2 separate regions of the Mus musculus genome follow, and region 2 is linked to region 1. A link is a contact called in public HiChIP or PLAC-seq data. All regions are on one chromosome and are shown on one strand. The core of a region is the stretch at or near the end of the contact, and the rest is flanking DNA. Distances in the headings are between cores, read along the strand shown.

Region 1 (4,530 bases), core at 1,410-3,909:
GTTTGGCAGGTTGTGACCTGGGAGACGCTTGGCTCTCTGTTTCTGGTGGCACCAGCTCATGCTTGGTCACTCTCTCTGAGGTGTCTCATGGCAGTTTGCTCTATCTCTGGCTTTGGTTTATTAGGCAATGTTTTTCTTTGTTTCCTTTTTTATGTCCACCATAACTTCCTTAACTTCCTGCCAAAGAGAGCTCACTGCCCTCTGAAAATTACAAAAAAGCACCTCTTTGCCAGCTAGGGGTCATGAACCTGTGGCTTTGTTCAGGTGGTCAGAAATCAGGAGAGAGTGTCCCCTTTTGCTGGTGAACTGTGAAGAGCCCGTGGTGGAAATTACAGGAAAAGCCTGGGAAGCCGAGGGACCATGTTTGTGGGAATTGCAGGCACGGAAAGAGAAGCCTGGTTAAAAGCCCACTCCCAGTTGATAAGAGTTGGGTCAAGTGGAATGAAGGCAGTTGCTCAACCTCCTTTCCCCAGCCTTCTAAACACGCTGACTCACCCGGGAAGAACCGCGGCCTTTCCCTGTTCTCTCACACTTGTGAGCATTTCAAGAGAAAGTTTCCACTCTGGGCTTCAGCTTCCACTTTTCTCACAGGCTTCCAGAGCCACCTCATCCCTTGCAATGACTTGCTGCTGTTACAGTTCTTGCCCTCTGTTTCTTTGACGATAATTTATTTATTGAGCTAGTCAGTTATGGTTATACATTTTTTATTTTTTGATCTCACAATATACATTTTCAAAGCACTTTAAAATGTTTTTGAGATTATAATATAATTATAGTATTTCTCTGTTCCTTTTTTCCCCTTCCAAAATGTTCTGTATTATCCTTCCTCACTCTCCTTCAAACTCATGCCTTTTTTTCCTCACTAATCCCATGACTGACACCATGGATTAAAGGTAGTGAGAATTGGCCCTGAGGGCTGGCCAGTCTGAGTAAGAGTGGCCTAGACAGAATATGGCTGCATATATATGTATATATATGTGTGTGTGTGTGTGTGTGTGTGTGTGTGTGTGTGTGTGTATGTGTGCGCGCAATATATATTCCTACATATAATCCTTCAGGCCATGTAACGGTACTTGTATGTATACTTTCAGGGCTGACCATTCCTGATCCCAGCTTTCACCAGTTACCTATAATTCTTTGTGTAGGGTTGAGGCCTCATGGACTTTTCTCTGTCCAGTTTGTCATGTTCATTGGTGTCATCCTTATTTGGGCCATCATGTTGGTGAGACTTTATGGATGTAGCTTCTGGTATCACTAGGAGATACAACTTCATAGACAACTTTCCAATCCTCTGGCTCTTACAGTATTTCTACCCCTTCTTCCAACATGCTTCCTGAGCCTTAGCTATGGGGCTATTTTGTAGATGAACCCATTGGGACAGGTCTCCATAGCTTGGTGCCACAGACCCTCTGGGTCCCTTTGTCTGCGTTGAACGGGTCTCTAGTTGCAGATGGGCAAGTAGTCGGCAAATGACAGACAGACACAACACAAGAGGTTGTGTAGAATCTGAATGTAATTTGTCAAGTTGAGCATCAAATTTTTTATACAGAAGAATAGCAAGAAAACAGGCGAGATACATCCTCTGAGTTACAGTGACACCATACAAAAGGAATGTATACATGAAAAGAAGGCGGGGACCAGGCCGCTGCCACTAAGAAGGGAGCCAGGTGTAAAGCTAGTCTATTGTTAAGCCCACCACCAGGGGTTCTTAGTAAATGACTGATTTATGCTGTTTCTTTGGGCCTGTCTTAGGAGGACTCTTTCATGGTAAACCCACCTATTTGATAGGCCATTGTGAATTCCCCTGTCTGGGTAAGACTGGCTATTGTCTCAAGTAAACACTCTGCAGACCAACCCTAAGCTATTCCGGCTCTGTTCTTTGTAATGCCTAATTAGTTTCACTATCTCTACTAGAAGTAAATTTGAATGTTACTGAATAGGTAACCTTCTCACAGAATTCCTACTGAATTCTAAGTTTGTCGGCTTCATGGATTTTCTGGGACGTTGGAATACTGGCAAAGGCTTAGCTATGTCAGAATTCAATCTTAAAAGGCACTTATAATAAAATAATACTAAAAGAGAGCACGTGGATCCACACACCAGACTAACACGGGGATAGGGTATGAGTATACGGGTTATGAGAATGCCAAAGTTCCAGGAAGTGAGTTTCCGTGAAACTCTTTGCCTCGTGAGTGCTCCCAGGCCTCTCGGCCTGCCAAGCAAACTTCACTGGAGTGTGCGTAGCAGCTTGGTGTTTTGATTAGTTGTGATTTTCTATAGTGGTCTCCATCTGTTGCAAAGTTTCCCTGATGAAGGTGAAAATTACTCTGATCTGTGGGTATAAGGACAAATGTTTATAAATTGTTGCTTGAGATTATACTGGTTTAATAAATTAGTAGTTGCAGATTCTTGTCTAATAACCATGATTTCACTAGCACTGAGTAATTATCTAGGTTTCCTGTACCAGACATTGTTCCCAATCTTGAGCAGGTCTTAGGTCCAACTAGAGAGCTGTTGGTTACCACCAAGGTGTGTGTGCCATTTTTGCACCCTCAGGGTTATTGTGCAATTCTGGTCATTAATGTGGGTCATAGGCACCATAGCTGAGTAAGATCCTCTTTCGTTCCAGGCACGTGCCTCCATCCTCTGCCTCTGTCTCTGGGTGCTGAGAGAGTCCTCGTGTTTGCACAGCAAGCACTTTACCATCTGAGCTATCTTTGTAGCACCCCAAATACCATCCAAAACTCCAAACAAGGCTGGGCATACCTTTAATCCTGGCAATCAGAGCTATGTAGTGAGACTGTCTCAAAAACAGCAAGAACTAAATGCAAGCAATGAACATGAGTTATGAAAAGGGTATAAAGCGAATTGTTTTTCTAACTTTTTAAATGTTTGTTTTATTTGTTTTATGTATGTGAGTATGCTGTAGCTGTCTTCAGACAGACCTGGAGAGGGCATCAGATCCGATTACAAATGATTGTGAGCCACCATGTGGGTTGCCGGGAATTGAACTCAGGACCTCTGGAAGAGCAGTCAGTGTTCCTCTGAGCCATCTCTCCAGCCTCCTATTTTTCTAATTTTAATTCTGTCTTAGTATTTTTTGGGGGGTAGTAGATAAGTATTTGATTATAGAAGAACAACACTCAGTGTGAAGCTCTATTGCTTCCTTTCCAAGTGGCTAGTTTAACTGTTTAGAAGTTCATTAAGATGTATAGTCTTTGGAGCTGGTTAATTTCAGTGTGTGATATCTTCTTTGCAACTTTTAATAATAACATTTAAATTTAAAAAGAGGCCCTCCTTGTGTGGAAGGGTCCCTGAAGGCTTTATAGCTGTCAGTGAAATGATCCTCAAAAAGACAAGAATTAAACTTGGTTCAGTCAGGTTTTGATACAGGTGCTGGGCCAGGACACCTAGTGTCTGACACCAGATCATTTACTTTAGCCATATTTAAGCACAACACAATTTGGGGGAACAGTTTTGTGAAAGCAACTAGCTCGGCCCTGTGAGTATAGCAAAGCCCAGGCATGTTTACACTGAAGCTCTTTGCAGAGGACACATGGCTTCCTTTGTAAGATCATTCTTGTTGACTTAGAAACAATGTTCAAGGTCATGGTCTAGGGAGAATGACCAAGGTCAACATAATGTATGGCCCTAAGGCATAGATCTTGCTCAGGCTGTTATAAAATAGAAAGAGCATCTCTCACAAGGATGAATTTTATGGCCTAAAGTAATGTTCAAGGTTTTAGAGGGAAAGGACCTGGGATAAGTAAGTCACAAATTGTTTGGGGTTCTGGGAAATATGGGCAGAGCCTGTCTCATCAGACAGCAGACGATCACCAGGTTGTAAACTATAACAGGCTAAACATCTCTTTCCTTTGAAGGATACCTGTGAGTTTAACTTTTCTGGCTTCTGTGCCTGTGTGCACAAATACTTTTTGTCTTCTACATGCTTGTTGGCATTGCAGATTCAAAAAAGATAATGAAGGTCTATGCGAAGAAGACCGTGTTAGCGTATTTTATCTTCCTTCAAGGGATAATGCCAGAGACTCAGTGTGACCAGCTATTTGAATTCGGTATTATCAGCTTGATGTCTTTTGGGTGTCACTTCCTGAAGAAGCCATGGGTTCTGAAGTGGGTCCTAGTGACCACTTTCTTCCCTCTCTCCCCCTCTCTTCTCCCCGGTCTACTTGTGGAGACAGAGCTGCTCTACTCTGCCATGCCTTCTCCATCAGAAGGACTAAAACAAGGAGGCAGAATAAATCTTTCTTCCCTGGCATTGTTCTCTTGCTGCAGTGACAGCAACACTGATGAACACATTTAGTGGTGCAGCAAACCACCGACAGCAGTGAATTGTGTGGAGGTTTGGTCTGTTGCTATGTGTTGTGATACTAAATACTGACCCCCAAGGTCTGGTTGCTTCAGCGAGGAGGAAATCTTCAAGTATACCAAGAGTAACCTTGCTCCTTAATTTAAATCTATTTGTTAAATAAAGATGCCTTCAGCCTATAGCTGGGCAGAAGAGAGATAGGT
Region 2 (4,945 bases), core at 1,294-3,793, 40 kb before region 1:
AGAGCACCCGACTGCTCTTCTGAAGGTCAGGAGTTCAAATCCCAGCAACCACATGGTGGCTCACAACCATCCACAACGAGATCTGACTCTTTCTTCTGGAGTGTCTGAGGACAGCTACAGTGTACTTACATATAATCAATCAATCAATCAATCTTAAAAAAAAAAGAATAGAACAGTATAGTGAACACCCACATACATATCACTCCCATTAGCATTTAGCTCTCTATTTTTCTGAATTCTTTTAAAATATAGATAACGAACGCATCAGCCTAAATATGTCAGTATGCATGCTAAAATAAAACTATTTCCTCCATAAGACAAACCACTATCCATTTAATAGTAATTGTCTAATACCATCAAATTCTGCAATCCAAATTCAAGTTCAGTTGTCCCTAAAATATATTTCTATTTGAGTCACCATATCAGAATCTATCAAGGACAAGCCATCACATTGAGCCTTCATGTCTCGTTTCTCTCAAACTAGAACAACCCTCCCTCAGTCTTGTCTTTCTAAAAACACTTTTTACTACATCTATATGCTTACCTATTGTGTGTGTGTGCGTGTATGTGTGTGTGTGTGTATGTGTGTGTGTATGTATGTGTGTGTATGTGTGTGTATGTATGTGTGTGTGTGTATGTGTGTGTATGTATGTATGTGTGTGTGTGTGAGAGAGAGAGAGAGAGAGAGAGAGTGTGTGTGTGTATGCACGTAGGGGTCAGAGGAGACCTGCAGGAGCTGGGTTTTTCCTACCTTATGGGTACTGGAGATGTAACTGTCTGCAGGCTTGGTAGCAAGTGCTTTACCTCCAGATCCATGTAGCTGGCCCCAGCCTTACCTTTTATTTTTAATCACAACAATGTAAGAGATAAGTTCAAGGTGTTCTTCACTGTTTTCTTCTATTGCCATTTGTTCTTATACATGAATGGTTTCTGGAAGAGGGTGATATAAAAGATAAAAGGCTTTTTTTTTTGAGGCTAAAAATCCTTTGTAAATTGTAGTTCACAGATGTGGGGGCTTCGTGTTGCTTCATGTTGTTGTTATTATTGTTGTTGTTGTTTTTCAAAACAAGGTTTCTCTGTATAACAGCCCTGGCTATCTTGGAACTTACTCTCTAGGCCAGGCTGGCCTTGAACTCACAGAGAACTGCCTGCCTCTGCCTCTCGAGTGATGGTATTAAAGGTGCAGTCCACAATGCCCAGCTTCATGTTGCTTTCTGACTGTGTCAGGATAGTCTTCTTTTATTGGTGACCAGATTGACTGGCTATCAGGTGAGAGAGGTCAGGTTTCCCAAATAATCATGGTCTTCCTGTCCAATGACTAGCAGTGAGCCTTGGGGGATAACTGAGACTCTATAAACATCCCTGTGACCTGATGCTCCTGACGGGAAGTTTGGTTGCACCAGAGACAGATGTTCTAATCCCAGTACCCCCATTTCCTGCATTTAGCCAGTATACTTTTTTTTAAAAAAGCAAAGAATTGCTTCCTCATCAGCTATTTGGTTTTCAAAAATACAGTTGGTACTAGAAAGGCAGAACACTCATTTTCTTAAATACCCACTTTTTAAAAGTGATGAAGTGTTAGCCACTGATGGCATGGCAATATGGTTCTCTTCTCTGTTTTAATTTGGTTTACTTCCTGAAGGGAATGACATACATTTAGGGATCATTTTAGAGTTTCCAGTCGTTCTGCTCCTTAAGTTGTTCTCGCTTTGTCTAGTGAATGGTCTTTTAGGAATGACCTTGTTCATCTTGGGGTTCTCATTTTCTGGATTATTGTTCTTTCAAGAGGTAATTTTCACTCCCAGCTTTGACCTAAGATTCAGTCATTTCTCCAGGAATTCTGGCACCTGTCAGTGTGGAGTTGAATTTAGATTAATTTCTGAGGGCCAACGGCAGTCATTGCTCTAGACCTTCAGTTTGCTCTCCTATCTTCATTTCAAGAGCAACAACATGGGTGTTTTGTGTCGTTCTATTTTAAAAAGAGGAAATAGATTGCAACGATGAACAGAGTCAACTGGCTAGCAAATGGCATGTCCGGATCTGAACGTGGGAGAAAGACTACCCTGGTATGCAGTGAGGCAACTTCAGGTAGTGATCCTAAGAAAACTTGTAGGATCAGCCTTCCCATTCCAGGAAGGCTGAGGCAGGAGAACTGCCGCAAGATCCAGGCTAGGCCGACAGCAATTTGAGACTTGTCTCCTCTATACCAGGCGCAGAGCCTACCGCACCACTGGTTGACCTGGGCAATCGCCGCCAGGTGGGGAAAACACAGTCGCCAGTAGCCACTCTCGGGCTGTCCGTTAGACTCGCCAATCAGCGGCGCCTCAGGCAGGGGGCCGTACATCCGAGGGATGCATCCAATAGAAAAGCGACGTCAGTGGGCGGGAGGAGCTGTAGACAGGCCAATCCTGGTAGTTAGCTCACGCCGGCAAGCCGGCAGCCAATCCTCAGCGCGCTCTCTGTGCGGCTCCGCCCGCCGCTCTGCACTACCGCGTGGGTGGCGGCGCACTGCTCTTTTTAGCAGCGCTAGTCCGGCTTCTCTGTGCTTGACGCTGCTGGCGTGGATAAGTGGACATGGCGAGCTCCGACTGTGAGGGCCATGCGGGCCAGGAGGGGGAGACATTCCTGTACTTCGCCTACGGCAGCAATCTCCTGACCGAGAGGATCCACCTGCGAAACCCCTCGGCCGTGTTCTGCTGCGTGGCGCGCCTGCAGGTCAGTGCCGTTGTGCGGGCGACCTGGAGAGCGGGCTAGCTGCGACTCCTGCCGGGAACCTCTAGCCACCGTCGGAGTTCGCAACCCTCCACTGGCTGCCCTTTTCCACCGGTTATGAGCATCCCGTAAGATGCCTTTAATAGGTGCTTCTTAGTCGAGAACTAGCTGCTTTCTGTCCTGTGCGTACCTTATCTATCCCACAGTTCTGTGAAATTCTGCCTGTCCTTTCCTTCGGATCTTAGCGTCCTGGCCTTGAGACCTGGAACCGTGTCTTCAATACTGATAGCAATGTTCGTTCCCTCAGTAGAGTAGCCCAATAAGCTTTTAACTGTGATAAAATGTGTTCTTGACCATAGTTCATTTCCTCTTTAATACGTATTCTTCTGGCACTCAGTGCTGGGGTTACAAGGATGACTGAGCAGCCTAGCTATTTGGAGGACCTTTCTGGTGTACAATCTGATTGTGTGTAGGGCCCTTAATAATTTTAGCCAACTTTGATAACCTTGTCAATTCTTGATTTCAGGCAACAGAAACCAGCTGATTTCAGAAAGGAGAATGGGGAGGGGTGTTGGAAGGCTGTTAGAGAGCTCATGGATTCACCTGAAAGATTGAGTAAACAGGTGGACTACTGTGTGTGTGTGTGTGTGTGTGTGTGTGTGTGTGTGTGTGTGTGTGTGTGTGTGTGTGTATACACAACCAGCATTACAGGAGAGGGCCATCCCTGCTCTGGAAACTGGCCACACCTTTCCTCAACTAGTAAGCACAATATGGAACTGACTCCTGACTGCTGCTTTGCCACAGTTCTGCAATTCCTGAAGCCTAGAGTGGAGTCCCTAATGATCTTAAACACCAGCACTAATTGAGAGCCCCTGCGAGGTGCCCTGATTGGCTAAATCTCACCATGAATCCACGTCCTTACTTAGCAAGCAAGATGATCTGATAACTAGCTCCTAGCCTTTCAAGTTTCAGAAGTGGGAGTCACGCTCTGTACTCTATCTAAAACTCCAAAGAGTGTAGGATTGGAGTTCAAGTACGTGAAGTACAGGAAAGAAATACCACATAAATGATAAATTATAGCTGTGGTTAGCCTTAAAAGAGGACTTGCAAGGTGCAACAGAATATATGACCAGAGGACCTGACCTAGGTGCTCAGGAAAGCCTTCCTGGATATAACTTTTAAGCTGAGACCTGAAGGGAGATGAGGAGAGCAAAAAACTGTCAGGGAGGGTAGCTTGTTCAAAGGACAGGAGATAAAGGAAGTGGTTGGAGTCTACAGGGAGATGTGGCATGAGGGCTGGAAAGATAAGAAAGTGTCATATCCTAACATGACCACAGAGAACTTTGGACAGTCTGTTGCATGCTGTGAGTGGAGTGTCTTACAGGATGAAAGCAGACGATGAGATTTATGTATTTGAAAGCTCATTCTGGTTACTCTGCAAATAGGGCAAGTTATTGGAAGCCCAGTTACGATCTTGCCACATTCATGTCAGAGATAATGCCACCATGATCTAATAGGGTGGTGACAGGGAAGGTAGAGTAATACTCAGAAGATAACATCATAAGGCTTGATGATTGTGTGTCTGTGTCTGTGTGTGTAGGGAAGGTATATCAAATATGACACAGTTTTTGAACAACCAAGTAGGTGATGGTGATAATGTTCACAGAGGAGAATCAGGTTTGGCGGTAAAAATTATAAACTAACTTTGTACTAAATTAAGTTTAAGATGCTTTCCAGACAAGCACATGAACAGTAAATATTTGTGAACATTGGCAAAGAGATGAAGAGATCAGCCCTAACTGTGTGCTCGTCCCAGATCTAAGAGCTTTTGAGCCTCAGAATAGAGATGTGGGATGGTTTTAAAGGTAGCTGAAGCATCCGATGGTATTGGAAGCTGCTGGAGGTAGTGGGACTATTCTGGGCACCTGGATAAATTCAAAAAAGGCCTAAGCTGAATCCCAAGAAACCCAGACATTTCAAAATGGGGAGTAGAGGTGGGATTGGCAGAGATGAGGAGATCAGGTCAACCCTAAATCAGAAGAAAGAGCTGATCTGGACTGGTAGCTACCTACGTTACACACGAGCATTGAGCCATTGAAGCGGACGGAATGACACAGCCTGCTGCCTTTAGCAGGAGGCTGCCAGTCTCTGGTGTGGATTTGATCAGATCTCCTGATACTGGAATATCCAGTTTGCTGCGTGAAGCGCCTTGTCGTGTGGATCAGTGTTTTCC

Evidence for each region. HiChIP or PLAC-seq counts read pairs in DNA pulled down with a chosen protein or histone mark.
Region 2: a contact with region 1 is called in an H3K27ac HiChIP or PLAC-seq map of embryonic stem cells, with 20 read pairs. The contact joins the promoter of Ggct here to the enhancer-like site in region 1. A contact is called at or near these places in 4 of 39 promoter capture datasets (the C10 cell line, liver, macrophages and 1 more), 1 of 15 datasets of contacts at CTCF or cohesin (the NIH/3T3 cell line), 12 of 484 Hi-C or Micro-C datasets (CD8 central memory T cells, the G1E-ER4 cell line, the N1E-115 cell line and 8 more), 9 of 115 datasets of contacts at active chromatin or transcription factors (CD8 T cells, the HPC-7 cell line, bone marrow-derived macrophages and 3 more) and 5 of 9 other capture datasets (adipose tissue, bone marrow-derived macrophages, liver and 2 more).

The regions. Positions count from the first base shown.
Region 1 is chr6:54,950,825-54,955,354 of GRCm38.p6, reverse strand. All of the region lies in intron 1 of Nod1 (nucleotide-binding oligomerization domain containing 1), which reads left to right. Among named protein-coding and RNA genes, the nearest start is that of Nod1, 20 kb to the left of the region's middle. Within about 2 kb of position 2,659, at least 15 of the 459 cell types and tissues checked have an H3K27ac peak or open chromatin away from gene starts, as enhancers often do. A contact at or near this core is called in bone marrow-derived macrophages, embryonic stem cells and macrophages, where this site is marked.
Region 2 is chr6:54,990,465-54,995,409 of GRCm38.p6, reverse strand. It overlaps Ggct (gamma-glutamyl cyclotransferase), which reads left to right and starts at 2,543. Exons shown (of 4, transcript NM_026637.3): 1 at 2,543-2,715. The coding sequence starts at 2,575. RefSeq lists a cis regulatory region at 2,309-2,318 and an enhancer at 2,299-2,328.